Regions from separate parts of the Sus scrofa genome. Here region 1 is linked to region 2. The links are chromatin contacts, called in public HiChIP or PLAC-seq maps. All regions are on one chromosome and are shown on one strand. Each heading gives the region's core, a stretch centred on a gene start, on an enhancer-like site or on the middle of the called end of the contact. The rest is flanking DNA. Distances are from core to core; before and after follow the strand shown.

Region 1 (3,316 bases), core at 344-2,843, 52 kb before region 2:
AGCCTCACAGCCATACTTGTGAAATCAGCTATTATTATTCTTTGCTTTAGGAGTAGGAAAATGAAGGCCCAACCGATGGCAGTGGCTGGCTCAGCCTCAATGCCTTGTAACAGATGGTTCTGAGGCTTCAAACAGGCCTTTGGACCTCAAGCCTCAGACACGTCCCAAGGCCCACAGTGCTTTCAACTCGCTTTCATATAGTTTTTAATCATGCATGTCATCTCCAAATACATATTTTTAAAAAAAATTTTTTTAATTTTTTGGCCACCCCGCAGCATACAGAGTTCCAGGGTCAGGGATCAGATTTGAGCCACAGCTGTGGCAATGCTGGACCCCTTAACATACTGTGCCGGGCTGGGGATCGAACCTGCATCCTGGCACTGCAGAGTTGTCACCGATCCTGTTTCACCACAGCGGTAATTCAACATACACATGATTGATATAACTAAAGGCTGGTGAGAAAGGAATCACTAATTTAAGGTTACAAATTCTCTTTCTTTCCCACAGTGGCTTCTGTGCTCCTCTGAACCACCAAGAGCCTGCTGTGTGAACAGAAGGAAGGAACAGCTCAAGGGGACTCCAGCAGCCGTTCCTCTCTGGACTGAAGGGAACCTAGAGGTGGCTGATTGAGGGTATGTTCAATCTGGGGTCCCCAGCACCTGCATGAACAGGAACCTTACAGAAACGCACAGAAAGTGAGCCAACCCCACTAACTTCCTCAGCAGGGGAAAGACTGACCCATGGGGACTCAGGAGGGTTAACAAAGCTTTACAAAGGTCAGGAAGATTACTGTCAGACTTGTTATTTCCTTTCTCGGTGGGGAAATTGCCAGGCGCTGACATCACAGAAAATCAAGCTAGCAAAGAACACAGCAGATCTCGCAATCAGAAGCCATTTTAAGAGAACTAGCTCTTAGTCATTCCTTTCTCTCACCCCACTCTTCGGGCAAACCCATCCATCCAGCCCTTCTCCTTTCATTCAGTTGATTCTACCCAAGTACTTTAAGCAAACACGTCCCAAAAGTTCAAGGAGTTCAGAGGAATGAAGCAGCAGCAACACGGCAGTAGGAGCAGTGGGTTGAGAAAGGAATGCGGCTGCTGTTCCCCACTGTCCTCATTTCTATGATGCTCAAGTCCAGACCTCCTCCCTCCCTCCCACCAGTCCAGTCTCGGGAAGGGCTGAGGAATTACCTATAGTCTGAAATAAGATGAGGGTGCCTGAGCAGCTGGGCCTCCACTGTCCGTCTGTCCATCTTCAAGATCCTCTTGAGCAAGTCAAACCGCCTGACTCTGTAGAGCAGCTCAGCCAGGCTCACAAGAGACAGCTTTCCCCTCTCTCTTAAAATATCCAGAAGGTCCCTGACATTAAGTGGAACCACATCTGCAGCAATGTCTCGGCACAAAAAAAGAAGTATCTCCTTCTCATCTTCATCAAGTGCTTCTTCCACCTGATGGATGACCTCAGCCGACATTCTGTACAGTGTCATTCCAAGGAACGGCAGTAAGAGAAATCTAGTCCAGTCAACAGAAGCCCACGAGGGTACTGACTTCATTTCTGATGGTTTTCTTCATTTCTTTCAGAATCCTTTCCAATGGAGGAGTTCTGTGGTTAAAAGGGAATTTTTTTTTTTAAAAAAAAATCCTCCTATCAAAGTCACTAAAATTCCAGGTATAGGCCTTTCCTTTTCTTGTTGGTCTCCCTAATCTAGCAGGTTAAATTTCATACTGTTAAATCTATAGAAAGCGATCCTCTCAGTAGACAAAGCAACTGACCCCCAAACCAGAAGGGACGAAGAAGATAACACTATTTTTAAAGGAAATGAAACTAGCGACAAATCACCTCCCCAAAAATCCCACGTACTTTAACAGAATTTATTGAACACAAACTATGGTAAGGGGGAAATCACAGCTAGGGACTTAATGACTAAGTGGCAAATGGATGACCTTGGTGGAGGGCAGAGAAAAAGCCCAATGACTAAGCAGCTAACTGGATGAGAGAAGCTGAGATCACAGATAACTTCCCTTCCCTGACCCCCAAGTAGGCTTAAACAAATACGAATCTTAGCAAAGGGACCCCAGCAGGGCTTCAAAAAATGGTGGGAGAAAAGAGGTTTCTGTACCTACCCCACCCCATTTTTCCAGTTGTTCGACTTTGAAACCCCACATTCACACCTGCTGCCATCCTCCCAAAGTCCCCAGCCCTTTCCACAGCATCATCATGAATGCTCCTAGGACCTGCCACCACAGCTAAATGGGTCTTGTTAAGTTTGGATCACCTCTTCTGACCCTTGGAAGGGTCAGAAGCCCCCACTTACGTTACACTGCCGGACAACAATTATCACTAGAGTTCCTAACAGTGTAAATGGAAGGAAGGAGGTGAAGCCGAAGAGCTGGAGAAAGATCTGGGAACTGGGTGGGAGCAGTAGGGAATTCATGTCATGGGGTGAACTTCTCAACCTCTTCCATTGGAACACAATCTATTTTCTTTCAAAATTGGTTGTAAATGGTGGTCCCTGTCTAAAGTTTCATAGCTACATTTTATGGTAAATAATCTCTTATGTTCTGGGAGAGTACCTTGTCTGTTTCTACCACAGAAGCTTTCAGGTTAAAAGCTAATCTGAACAAAAAAATAATTGGAAACAGAACCCAGCTGTAAGTTAGCAACTTTCTGCTAACTGCTGCTACATATTTGTGTACAAGTATATTTATATATGTATCTAGCTAGATTTGGTGAAAGGAACACTGAAATCTATTTATTTTTGTACACAGTCTCAATTCACAAAAGATGAGGCATCTTACAGTAAAACGCATCAGGAGAATAAAAAATTTATATGAGAACAAGGGGGGAAATTAGGTTAGAAAGTCAAAATGAGGTAGATTAATAATGCAAATATGCAGGCCAGAAAGACTTAAACAGATTCTAGTAGACCTTCAATTTGCCTCAAGCTTCCTGGCAGTCAAAGCGAAAAGGGAAATATGGGACGTTAAATAGCTCTTGCTGCCAAAAACAAGAAAAATGAAACAGATTCTTAGAGGAACTACAATTTCCCTAGAGTTCCAGAATTCCTCATCAATGAAAATATTACTGAGTACTTTAGTGTCTGAAATTAACAAAATTACATTTATTTAAATTTTCATTTTTATTCTACTACTTGGCCACACCCACGGCATGCGGAAGTTCCTGGGCCAGGGACTGAACCAGTGCCACAGCTGTGGCAACACTGGATCCTTAACCCACCACACCACATGGGAGCTTCCCAAATTTTACTTTATATTTTAAAAAGGTAAAATATTTATTTTAAAATAAATAAACCCAT
Region 2 (3,454 bases), core at 886-3,385:
ATTTGGATCCCATTTATATAAATGGAAAGACCCAACAATCCATTTTCTAGGAATGCATCATAGAAGGAAAAATTTAAGTGAAACAAGTAAATGATTATCACAAATTAGGATAGTGGTTATCTCTTGGAGGAGGAGATGGAATCAGAAACTCATACAGGGAGCTCCTAAGGCAGTATTTTTTCAATGTATTGTAATTACCATTCAGGGGCTTTTTGAGACACTTCTTTTCCCTACCACGTTCTCACCCTACCCCACCCTCCATGAAATTTTAATACCACAGTTTATGTACTATGGCTCTTTGAAGGATTTCAAACCATTGTATCATCCAAGGGATTTTTTTCTTTTTTTTGCTCTCTCACCCCATCTCCACAAGAAACAACTTTTACCTCCTTGAAGGCCAATCACCTCTGTTGAGAATACATGTTTAAGTTTTTGCCAATGCTTTATTTTCTAACCTGAGGGGTAGTGACCAAGTGTTTGTTTAATTATAATTCTTAAAAATGTACTCATGTTTTATACACCCTTCTGTTATGCATACTTCACAATAAAAACTAAAATTAGATAAAGTGACTTAAATTGTGCCAAGGACTTAAGAAGAGGCGATTATTTCAGTTTCAGAGCTGTTCAAATAAGAATAGCAAGGAAATTAGTTCAACAGGAAAAGAACATGTAATCACGATTTTTTTTCACCTCATTCTATCTAAAAGTTTGGTGGAGATCAACTTTCACTAAATAAGGCTGGCATACTTTGCCTAGAAAGGAAACAAAAAGAGTAATTCCACTTACACTATAAGTATTTTCGCAGTTTGCTAAAGACTTTGAAGTATATATCCTAACTTCCCCTCACTTTAAAAACTGCGAATACGGGGAGTTCCCGTAGTGGCGCAGTGGTTAACGAATCCGACTAGGAACCATGAGGTTGCGGGTTCGGTCCCTGCCCTTGCTCAGTGGGTTAACGATCTGGCGTTGCCGTGAGCTGTGGTGTAGGTTGCAGATGCGGCTCGGATCCTGCGTTGCTGTGGCTCTGGCGTAGGCCGGAGGCTACAGCTCCGATTCGACCCCTAGCCTGGGAACCTCCATATGCCGCGGGAGCGGCCCTAGAAATGGCAAAAAGACAGAAAAAGCAAACAAATAAACAAAAAAAACCAAAACTGCGAATACGGTAGTAACATTAGAACACAAAAGACAAATTATCTATTTTCACATGTGATGTCTCTTCCAGCCCCTTTATCTGCATATATGCAATTTAAAAATAGTAATCACTGTAGTTCCCGTCTTGGCTCAGTGGAAACAATCCGACTAGGAACCATGAGGTCGCAGGCTCAATCCCTGGCCTCGCTCAGCAGGGTTAAGGATCTCGTGTTGCCATGAGCTGTGGTGTACGTCGCAGACGAGGCTCGGATCTGGCATTGCGGTGGCTCTGGCCTAGGCTGGCAGCAACAGCTCCGATTAGACCCCTAGCCTGGGAACCTCCATATGCCACGGGTGCGGCCCTCAAAAGACTAAATAAATAAATAAATAAAAACAGTAATCACTGCAAAAATTGATGTGGTTTTGTACCCTTTTTTTTCACTTTAACATTATGTCATAAACATTCATACCAGAAAAATCTTAAATCAAACCTATACTATGCATGACGGTAAGGCAGGTATTACAGTTATTCCTATTTTACAAATATTCAATTTGAGAGCTGGTAAACCAAAAAACATGGGGCAAGGGGGTGCTGCAAGTGGCAGAAGTGGAAAAATAGCATCTGTACCTAGCAACCACAAGGATTCTCACTACATCCTTCTACAATCACCTCTCACAACTCAAAGACTTCATAGTTCTCCGCTGCTAGTTCTTCGATCTCCTTCAATTTTGAGTTACATATTCTCATCATCTTTCCTCATTTAGTCTCTCCTTTTTGACAGTTCCCAGGATAGAGTCTCATTCTTATTCTCGATCAACAGATCTCCCACCAAATCCCCAATTTACCTGACAGCAATCTGACCTCTCAGGACACTCAACATTCAACCCTCCAGCCGGAGGCAACCGGAAACGGAAGTTGTCACCTTGAGTACCTCACGGCAGGAAAGCAGAGGAGAATTTTAATACCCTGGTCCTGGGGGCACAGATTCCTGGTCCAGGTGGAGATGACATGAAGATGGCTGGAAGTGGGAAATTTCCCCGCATATCTGTGCATCTGGAGTCTGACTGATGTAAGAGAAACAGTGAAGGACCCAAGGGCGGGGAAGAGCAACGAGTCTTTGTTGGGAGACCGGAATCTTTAGACGCTGCACAAAGGGAGGGCCGCGGCCATTTTTCTCCAATCAACGGAGCTGTTGTTGGAGCGTGGACCCACCCAATGGGAGGGCCGGTTGTTGCGCTGCAGTTGGCAGGCTGCTGCGGGAGGCGGTGGCGGTAAGAAGCCGGAGGCAGCGGGGTGACAGGTAGGCGGCGGCGCTGTCTTTAGGGGACACGGAGTACCAGAAAAGAGGGATTTTCTTTTTCTCTGGCTGCAGGGAGTATAGAGAGGATCTAACGTGGGTGGTTCGGAAAGGGCGGTAGCTGGAGTGTTTGTGGTTCCGGAACCTTTCAGAGACCAGGTAGCAGCTTGGGAGGGTCGTGAGGAAGAGAAAGCAGCCGAGGCGGGTGGAGGCTGAGCCCAGTGGCGACGTGGGGGCCTCGGGCGTGGGGGGCTGCGGAGGCGCCGGCGGAGACCGGAAAGAGGCGGGAGCAAGACGGTTTAATGAGGGCTGGAGGACTCCTTGCATGAAGCTCCAAGAGAGAAGAGGACGCGGCATTGCAGGCACCTGAGAGAAATCCTAGGGCTTGCTTCGTAGGGCCATTTCTCCGGGTGGGGACGGAGGGAGCGGAGAAGAAATATTTACTGGCGGTCAGATCCTTGAAACTCTTCATAGCTGTGCATTATGTAATCCATGGCTGTTATTTACCCAAACAAGTAGGTTGCCCTCCTGGAAGAAGAGATCTTGCAACCTATTGATATGTCAGAATAGTTTTTTTCACTGCTTTGACTGTTTTCTACCCTGGCAGGCTCTGTGGGCGAGGAAGCATGAAGGATAGAGTAGTCACGAAGAGCTCATCCCAAATATGGACTTGGGCTGAGAGATAATGTTTGTTTGAGATGAGCGTGGCCAGGTTCACGTTTTATAGTTCGTGAATTTGTTTTGAGGGTCAAGGCTAATTTAAAAAAAATTTTTTTTTAATCTTCAGGAAAGTGGAGAGCCTCAAGAACTTATATATACTACGAGGTAAGTGCAAGTTGGAAAATGACTAGATAATTAGTTGGTAGATTTTTTTTTTTTTACCCCCTAAATATTATGAAAGTTAGAGACTGTGAAAATAAGGTGGTGGTCTGAATTCGTTTGGTTTTTTGTTTCTGTTTTTTTTTTTTTTTTTTTTTTTTTTTTTTTTTTTTTGCCGGGGGAATCACCTTTTTAAGTAATTTGCT

The links. HiChIP or PLAC-seq counts read pairs in DNA pulled down with a chosen protein or histone mark.
Region 1: an H3K27ac HiChIP or PLAC-seq map of alveolar macrophages shows a contact between it and region 2. The contact joins the promoter of CFLAR here to the promoter of NDUFB3 in region 2. A contact is called at or near these places in 1 of 5 promoter capture datasets (liver), 7 of 47 Hi-C or Micro-C datasets (alveolar macrophages, embryonic fibroblasts, epiblast stem cells and 3 more) and 2 of 2 datasets of contacts at active chromatin or transcription factors (alveolar macrophages and skeletal muscle).

The regions. Positions count from the first base shown.
Region 1 is chr15:104,798,088-104,801,403 of Sscrofa11.1, reverse strand. CFLAR (CASP8 and FADD like apoptosis regulator) reads right to left here and starts at 1,593. Exons shown (of 9, transcript NM_001001628.1): 1 at 1,191-1,593. The coding sequence starts at 1,486.
Region 2 is chr15:104,746,516-104,749,969 of Sscrofa11.1, reverse strand. NDUFB3 (NADH dehydrogenase [ubiquinone] 1 beta subcomplex subunit 3) reads right to left here and starts at 2,135. Exons shown (of 4, transcript XM_021075852.1): 1 at 1,978-2,135. FAM126B (a long non-coding RNA gene) reads left to right here and starts at 2,282. Exons shown (of 12, transcript XR_002339352.1): 1 at 2,282-2,432; 2 at 3,217-3,254.